Linked DNA regions of Mus musculus: region 1 is linked to region 2. A link is a contact called in public HiCAR-type data. All regions are on one chromosome and are shown on one strand. Each heading gives the region's core, a stretch centred on a gene start, on an enhancer-like site or on the middle of the called end of the contact. The rest is flanking DNA. Distances are from core to core; before and after follow the strand shown. Region 1 has its middle 33 kb from the start of Gm29927. Region 2 has its middle 75 kb from the start of Gm36703.

Region 1 (4,747 bases), core at 1,767-4,266, 350 kb after region 2:
GTTAGGGTTTCAGAGAGGGCTGAAGTCTCAACCAATGGATGAAGATATTTGGTTTTCTGGTTCACTCATGAGTTTGCTTGCAAGACTCAGTTCCCCAAAGGCTATTGGGACATTGGAACAGAGGTTCCCGTTACTTGCTGCCCTCTATCCTTGCCACAGCAACTTGTCCATCAAACCGCAATATCATTTTATAAAAGACAGGAGTCACAAGGTTTGGTAACTTGACCAAAGAGGCAGAACACCTTCAACGCTACCATAGTGAATTGATTGGGAAGACTAGAGTGAAAGAAATAAAGCATTCTAACTACAAGAAGACTGTAAGACAAGAGACAGAATACTGGTCGCATACAATGCCAGTACCTATAGATCAGCATCTGGAACACCTGGACCAATCTGAGAATCTGACATATCCTTGTCTTGGCATTCACATCGTCTCAAACTCACAGCCTTCCACCACCATCTTTTCCCCTTCTGCAGAACAAAGGCTAACCTGGCTAAAGTGTTCCCTCTTCTTGGTTCAAGTCTCTATCCACAGCTTCCTTGGCCAATGTGATGCTTTCTATATGCTTAGCCCAGGGAATAGCACTCTTTGGAGGTGTGGCTTTGTTGGAGTAGGTGTGTCACTGTGGGAGTGGACTTTAATACACTAGTCCTAGCTGCCTGGAAGCCAGTATTTTGCTAGCAGCCTTCAGATGAAAATGAGAAACTCTTAGCTCTGCCTGCACCATGCCTGCCTGGATGCTGCCATGTTCCCACCTTGATGATAATGGACTGAACCTCTGAACCTGTAAACCAGCCCCAGTTAAACGTCCTTATGAGTGTTGCCTTAGTCATGGTGTCTGTTCACAGCAGTAAAACCCTAAGACAGACAGAGACACTCTCATAAAATGACCACACTCAGGGAAGCCCAACGCATGACAACTTCAGGAGGAAAATATGGCTCGAGTGTTTTTATTGTTATTATCTTGTGGGGAGGTGTTTTCCTACATGTATGTCATTCACTACATTTGTGTCTGGTGTCCAGCAAGGCAGGAAGAGAGCATAAAATCACCTAAAACTACAGTTAAAGATGGTATTGACCCACCATGCAGGTGCCGGGAATTGAACCCAGGTCCTCAGCAAGAGCAGCAAGAGGTCTGAACCACTGAGCCATCTCTCCAGCCCCTCATGGTTCACTTGTATTTCCTCCCAGGTCAGATCCAACTTCACCAGCCCAGGATTATTTTCAGTCATCACCCACGCAATTTGGATTCTTCTCTTTAAGAGGTTGTGAGGATAACTGAGCTCACCAAGCAACCAGTGGTTAAATTATCCTGCAGCAGAAAAGATTGCCTCACCCTGTGCTCATTCTTCCTTCTACATCTTTGGAGGACGTAGCCTCTTCTGTTCTCTAGAAAATCGCTGCCATGGTGGTAGAACTGCCATGGAGCCTTGAGTTAGCTCTCTGGGAAGACGTTGGGGAAGAAGGAAACTCCAAACCTAACTTCAGCCCATCACCTTGCTATTCCAAAGCTTTAAAGATAAAACTGGTGTTGTTTTTTGCTTTTTGGCTTTGTTTGTAGTTTGTTTGTTTGTTTTAAATAATAGGTCTATGAATTAATACTCTGGGGAACAAAGTGCCCAGGACTACTTAGGCAGAGAATAATTGTTACCTATTTAAAGTGCCCCACAGATCCAGAGGGCAAAACAAAAAGTGATCTTTCAGGCCACATTGTCCCTGTCATTGGGCTAATGCCATGTTTAAGACAGCTGGCTTTATAAACTCAGATAGGCCTCTCTGGCTGAGATCTAGTCCCACATAGGTGGAACGGTCTCCCTTAGACCTATTTCCTTCTCAAACTGTAAGCCTGAAGGCCCATTTGCTCTCTGTCCCTTTTCACATGTTACCAGCCTTTCTTCTCCTAGGGTTTATGCCCCGCCCCCAATGTAGGAGGACAGTTTAGGGTCTGTAATGATCAAAGGCAAAGTTAAGGTTGAGCATCTATTTTTTTAGCCATCAGATGACTCCCTAGGGAGAGTGAAGGCCCCAGGAAACATCTGCTGTTTCACAGAAAGGATGCCTGGCTCTTTCCTCACTCCTTGGAATTCTGAAAAGGTCTTCATCTGATCTCTCAGTTCAGTGGCTACCATGCCATGAGGGGTGTGTTTGGTAGGGGGTGAGGGTGGGGAACACTCATTCTGCACACAAGGACTTTCAGTTTTCTAGAAGCCAAACTTGTTTGCCTTTGAAGAAGGGATGTCTCTCCCATCTTTCTACCGAAGACTTGGGAGTTTATTTATTTATTTATTTATTTATTTATAGGGCTCTGTGTTAGCCTCTTCATGGGTAACCCTCCCTTCACAGTTTGAGGACTGTCACCAGCCCAGGAGAGGAAGATCAGCTCTTCCTCCCCTGGGGAGTTCAAACTTTTCCTTGATGTTTCTGGTGATATATCAGTCAATTGTCCCAAGAGCCAACCAAAGACGGGCTAGGGGAGAGACCGACACACCAGCCTCTGTGAACAGAGAAGATCTGGAGGGTCATTCTTGAATGGGTTGCTGTAAGGGAGGAGATGAAATATGGGGCAATGTCTCAGAAGGCCAAGAGGCAGAGCTAGGGAAAGGCGGCAGATGTTGTCGAGGCTCCTCTTTCAAGTTCCTGTGCACTCGGAATCTGCAGATGTATGTTGGCAGGGCTACAGTCAGAGTGAATTGGGAGGCAGGGGTTCACACATCTGGAAAGCATTTGCAGAGGGCAGAGTTCAGAAGTGCTCTGCCTCTGCTGCCTGCAGAGCAGCCTGTCCAAGCAGACTGACTCGGAGTGGAGGACTGGCTGGAGACACTGGGGTCTCGGTCTAAGTGGAAGATCTACCTAAGCCAGTAGGTTCTCCTCACTATCATATCAACCCCATAGGAAAGCTGAAATGATCATAAGATGAGAGTGAGTCTGGGGAAAGACTGGAGTAGAGAAGAGAATGCTCCCTAACTGTGAGAAGTCTGGCTTCCAGTCAAGAAACAAAATGTACTTGGACTGAATCCAGTGCATGAGTTAACTTGAGAGCAAAGAACACCATTCAGGGGAGGGGAAGAAAGGCCACTCCACTGCATAGGAACACCCAGCGGTTGTGCTCACGCCACACTGGCTTTTCCCAGAAGTCTCTGTACATTTCGCCTTCATTTGTTTCAAGAATGCAAAAGACACTCTTTAGCTGGGGAAAATTAATTACTCTCTTTGAAGGATTTATGGGGTTCTGCGGAGCAGAAAGAGAGAGAGAAAGACCCCCAAAGCCTGGGTTATCACCCCATTGCCCCTCAGCCTCTTGCTGTCCAACATGAGATGTGGGTCTGCTTCCCAGAAAGGCCACCTCGGCCTGGGGGCTTAGCTCCCCTCAGGGGAAAAGTTTCAGGGTGAAGTCATGTCCCAGTGCAAAGGTCCTGCCATCCCCATCAGTACAAATGATCCAGTGCACAGCTGTTCATGGTGCTTAGCTGGGGGCCTCGTGTCCCTGTGTTTAGTGATGTGACCCCCTCAAGGTGTGATAATGACTTAAAGATGCTGGGGCTTAAGCACATTGGTCGCTGTGATCCTGATCCTTGGAAGAATCAGAATCCATCTGGAGAGAGAGCATGGCAAATATAAAGAGAATGAGTTATAAAACACAGCACAAAACACGATGTATACCATGTCAGGAAATAAAACAAGTCTAGGCAAATGTCCTCAGACTCCCCCAAGCCTGCTGACCTTCTAGATTGATGAGTGTCTCACATCCCATAGTTGCCCAAACCAGTAACCTATGGCGTATCTCCCCCTTCACCACCAGCTCATCCTCTATGGCCACTGGATACTACTGTTACGATATCCTTAGCATCTCTTCATGGGGCTGTCCTCACTTCAACCCATTACCCTCAGTGTGCCTACCTAGAATCAATGCAGCTGAGAACCCAATTCCCAGTTGGCCACTCTGCTCTCAACCTTATCCCACTAAATTGGTTTTCTGGTGTGTCTTTCTGAATTTAAATATGAACATGTCACACTATTCTAAAAAAAAACACACCACACGATCCTCTGACTTTGAGGACAAACATCAGCTCCTTGGTATGACAGACAAAATCCTTGTGATCTGGTTCTTATCACTTTCCTCACTTTGACTTGGGCTGCTCTGGTAAGTGTTCAAAAACAAGATGCTCAGGCAGACCACCACTGTGTCCTGGAAAACCTGGCCAGCCCTCCCACCTCCCAGCAAGAGTTAACTTTACATTTCCTGATTATTCCACATTCCTTGTTCATCTGGTCCTTTGCACATCTTTATCTCTCTAACACAAATGACCCTGTTCCTATTTCCTCCAAACCTAGACATCCTTCAAGCCCAAGCTGGTCCAGAGACAACTGGGAGAAATGCCCGGTGTTTCAAGGGGATTAAGGTTCAAGAGAAGAAGCAATCAAAAAAAGGTGTGTCTTCCATTGCAAACACTAGCAAGCGTTTGCTGAAAGGACCCTGATATAGACGTCTCTTGTGAGACTAGGCCAGGGCCTAGCAAACACATAAGTGGATGCTCACAGTCAGCTATTGGATGGAGCACAGGGCCCCCAATGGAGGAGCTAGAGAAAGTATACAAGGAGCTAAAGAGATCTGCAACCCTGTAGGTGCAACAACATTATGAACTAACCAGTACCCTGGAGCTCTTGACTCTAGCTGCATATGTATCAAAAGATGGCCTAGTCGGCCATCACTGGAAAGAGAGGCCCATTGGACACGCAAACTTTATA
Region 2 (4,531 bases), core at 1,883-4,382:
TGATAGAATTTAGTTTTGTCATCCTTATCATGTGTCCCTTCCTCTGCTTACATTTGCTTCCTTTGCTCTCAGCATGCAGAATGCTCTCATCTTTTGTTAGACTTATTCCCAAGCATTTATTTTGATGCGTTTTAGATGCTTAGCTTTACTTTTTTGGAAATACTGGGTGCTGAAACTCCAAGCTTTATATATAAGCATTAAGGCCAGTGCTCTTCCATTGCATTGTAAGCCTGGTTTCATTGTTGTTATTGTTTTGTTTTGTTGTTTAAGTTTGTGTTTTGAAAAAGATTTTCATTAAGTTGCCCAGGTTGATCTTGAATGCACTTTGAAGTTAGTCCATGCAAGCCTTAACCTTACCGATGTTCCTTTGCCTCAGCTTCCTATGTATTGGAACTATGGGCCTGTGCCACTAGGCTTAGATTGGTGATATTTTAAATGAGTGCTTTTTAAATTTCCAATTGTTCCTCGTTAATATATAAATTCACAGCCAAGTCCCAGCAGATTCTGTGTGTGTGTGTACTCTGTCATCTTCTGAGAAAAACTCATCATCTCATCTGTAAATCTGAAAATAAGGGTGCAGTTGGTGTTCATTCATTCACTCAAGGCTAATGGCTTCCCTTCAACCAGTCAGTGGTTGTATTGGGAGGATGGTCCAGTATTTCTGTCTCTAGAATGAAAGTTTTGTGCAATGGAAGCAACCAAGTTCTACAAAAAAAGATGACTAATTATGTGATCAATCATGACTACTACTGGGAAATTTAAAATGGACCAAGCAGAAATAACAAGTATGATGCGTGTGACAGTTTCTCACAGAGTGTTGATGGCAGAGTTCTGCTAAGTGTCTTTCTTCTGTGAGTGACAGATGTGTGTATCTGTTGATTGAAACACTGGGGATCAAGGAGTTGCTTTCATGCCCTTCTGTTTTGTTTAAATGTCCTTCTCCAGTAAACCATGTCTCTAGAGGGCAGACAGCAGACTATTAAGAGCTGCTCAGGTAGCTACAATACTACACTTTATTTGCCTTTCACTGTAACACTCATTTATAGATACTGGGTCACTGTAAAATCTAATTTCTCGTTCTTTTTTTTTTGGGGCAATCAAAATGTGTTCTTTTGTATTGTTGTCAGGAAGAAAGTTCATTTGCTAGTCAAAGAAAATATAATCCCAGTTTAAAAACTAACATATTCTGAAATCTTTTTGGAATTGTATAAGTGGAGTGGGAGATATCAATATTCGTCTTCAATGCCTTCATACTTAAAAGGGGTAGATTGGGCTCTATAATTTAACTGCCAAATCCAACATTCATATCCATCTGGACATTTTTAAAAGGATCCTTGAGCCAGTCAGAATTGGCAGTTGGTTGTATAATCACACCTGCATATGGTGAGGAATTTATTTTTTTAATAGGCAACAGTTAGAGCATGAAAATTATTGCATGGTGTGCCTTTACTGAGAACCCAGGCTTCAACATGTTTGCACGTGTGAACAATTATATTACACTTTTAACGCTCTCTGTTAACAAGCTTTTGTTCTTTATTGCCTACAAATCAAATTAGTTGAGGATACAGTTCATTTTGAAATCATTTCCAACACGTTTTGGTATTCTAAAACTTTCTTTGTTCCAAAGTTTTGCAAAATCAAAAGGAAAAGTCACAACCCCCCCCCATAACCAGTGGAAGAAAAATGCATTAGGCCAACAACAAATTAAATGTACTAAACACCTATGCTATAAGAGAATTGCAAGTAGACCCATGACTCTCTGTATCTGCCAACCTCCAGTGAACTCCAACCCTCTTTGCACAAAGACAGTCTTTCATATTCATGCATCTAGGGAGAATCTTGGCTTCAGAAAGATTGCATTTGCCTTGGTGAAAGGTGAGACGCCAAGTCTCTTTCCTTGATTCCCCCACAGGCACAAGTCTAGCCATGCATTACCCCAGCTCTCTGCAGAAGCAGAGCTGTTATACGGTGGGACTGTGCATCCAGATGATTTTGAAGAGACATAAAAGTAATTGGAAAGGAAACTTGCTGCCAGAGAGGGAGTCTGGGAGAAACTATTAAGCATCTGCTTTGCCTGTTTTGTTGGTCAGTGGTATCAAGATTGGGAATAACCCAAAGACAATCTATGGAGACCACTTCACATCATCTTGCTCAATGTGGCTCACTTCCTTAAACTAATATTCACTGTGTGAAGGACCAATAGAGAGTGGACAATAGTATAGGTGAGGAGAATCCATCCAAATATCTTTTCCAGAAACTTTGGTAACCTCCAGCCAGCACAGGAGACATTTAGAAAACAAAGATTAAAAAATAGTATTTAAAATGTAGTCTACTGTGTCTGTAGGTAACCTCTATCTCACATGTGCAAGAAATATGCCGTTATGCTTTGATCAACTAGGGCTTTCTTTTTCTTCAGGATCCCAATCGTACGGGCTCTCTCTCTCTTTCTCTGATTTCTTCCTTTCGGCTCTCTGGCTGCACCATCACTGCTGACATCAAAAGGTTTTGCTACCCTTTCAAGAGAAGAAAGTTCTTTTGAAAGATTCGCTACTTCTAAGGCTGCTGTAATCAAAAAGCACCATTTGAAAATAAAATAATATTTTTAAAAATAAATCTGGTTGCATTTATCTGTTCGATACAAGACTGATAATATGAAATTTTAAGATGACCCCCATAAAAAGAATGAGGGAAAATCAGGCAGAGAAGAAACTATTCCTGCATTCCCCAAAGGGGAGTGTTTTTAGGACATGGGTAGGGCAAGTGTCAGCACAGAGCATTTTGTAATCATCACAAATGTGACTTGAGCACTCAAGCTTGGGAGGGCTGTGTGCAAATGGAAAGGGTGGGGATAACATTTGGAAAAAGAGATGGTATTAGCTAGGGTCATGTGCTTGGACCAAGTAGTAATTTTCTTATGAGTAATTTTTTTTCTGAAGATAAAAATCCAATTCCTAGCTAGAAGAAAAGGGGCTCATATTATTACAAAACAATTCACGAGCAAGCAACGGTTGACAAGGGACATTATTTATAAAGACTTATAAATTACAAATTTATCTTATAAAGTTGGACCAATCTGGAGTAAACAATGAACCCACTCCAGCTGTTTTAAGGAGAAAAAAGTATTAAATGTTTACAGAATAAGTGGTCGGGATGTAGGCCAATAGAGCAGCAAGGAACTTGAGCCACACAGCAGCATCCGCTCCTTTCCTTCAGGCATGGCCTCCAGACCCTGGGAAAGGAAGGTACTTCTTTCCCTACCTCAGACTCTGGTTCCATTGTTCCCTGGCTGAGATCCGCCCCAGAGCAGTGGGGATGATAGCTCTTGATGCCTGTGGAAGAGCCAGGGATGGTCACCAAAACCCCTGAACTCTCTTACAAGGCAATCATAACTGTATTTCAAACCAGCGTCATCCTTATATCATGCATGTCTTTCAAGTCATCCTGACTTCTCTGCTTGGAGTAAGACAGATCACATAAACACAAGTTAGCTGGGGACCACAATAGTTGGTTCTTGTTCTCTAGCATCACATATGGGAGAGGTTCTCAACTTTGCTCCATATTAGAATTGCTTTTAGAATTCAACTGCCAAGCCCATAATGAACACAGATATTCCTTGGTTCCTAATGAGCTCATAAGCCCGCTGTAAGTTGAAAGTATACTGATTCAAAATGTGTTCAGTCAATATTTTTGCCTAGACTTCATAGTTTAGCAATACAGGGCAATGCAGAGTACAAGATGCTCTCCCTCATGATTATGGGACTCCATGCTGAGAAAGTACACCATCACACATCACTAGCTCAGAGAAAGATATGAATTCAAAAATCGAAATATAATGTCAACTTTCTACCAACATAGAATTTTTTTAAACCCTAAATCAAATCATTGGAAATTGTGGATACATTATAAATGGAAATCTCTGGCAATTCAGAATATTTTGTTCTTGTTTTTGCTTTGAAAACCAGCCATTGCAGGTAAATACAACATATAGCCACTGCTGAACAAGAGATGGCTAAGACATGGCTACTCGAGGTTATTGTAAACATGAAAAAAAATTCAGCCTTTTGTAGCCCAGAATCTGACTCAGTTGTTTTGACTTTGACCCCAGGATTGTGTATTTCCAATAATTTCTGTAGTGATTCGGCTGTTGGTTGCTGACAATACTGGCTAATCCACTTGGGCAGCCGGAGTTCTTAAAGTTGAATGTGTGCCAGATCACTTGAGGGCTTGCTAAAATTTCTGATTCTGTGAGTATGTGGAGGAGCCTGAGAATTTTAATCCCTCAGAAGTTCTTAGATGGTCCTCAAGCCACTGTTCTGGAACCTGTAGCCTCACTGATGGAGAGCCTGCTACAAGGGTTGGAAAGGAGCTGAGCCTGCCAATTGCTGTTTCTACAACAGGTGGCTACCATGTGGTATTGTTAATGAATTCAAAGAAACCTGGATCCAACAAAGTGAGAGGGATGCAGAGAAGAAACTGAAGTACAATCATTTACATCAAACTTTATTAACCTTTGTCTTTCTTCCACCCATAA

The links. HiCAR-type assays count read pairs that join an accessible place to other places.
Region 1: a HiCAR-type map of fibro-adipogenic progenitors shows a contact between it and region 2, with 3 times the contacts expected there. The contact joins two enhancer-like sites. A contact is called at or near these places in 1 of 15 datasets of contacts at CTCF or cohesin (the NIH/3T3 cell line), 1 of 484 Hi-C or Micro-C datasets (uterus) and 1 of 115 datasets of contacts at active chromatin or transcription factors (fibro-adipogenic progenitors).

The regions. Positions count from the first base shown.
Region 1 is chr13:102,622,700-102,627,446 of GRCm38.p6, forward strand. No RefSeq gene overlaps it. Among named protein-coding and RNA genes, the nearest start is that of Gm29927, 33 kb to the left of the region's middle. Within about 2 kb of position 3,017, at least 134 of the 459 cell types and tissues checked have an H3K27ac peak or open chromatin away from gene starts, as enhancers often do. A contact at or near this core is called in fibro-adipogenic progenitors, where this site is marked.
Region 2 is chr13:102,272,694-102,277,224 of GRCm38.p6, forward strand. No RefSeq gene overlaps it. Among named protein-coding and RNA genes, the nearest start is that of Gm36703, 75 kb to the right of the region's middle. Within about 2 kb of position 3,133, at least 10 of the 459 cell types and tissues checked have an H3K27ac peak or open chromatin away from gene starts, as enhancers often do. A contact at or near this core is called in fibro-adipogenic progenitors, where this site is marked.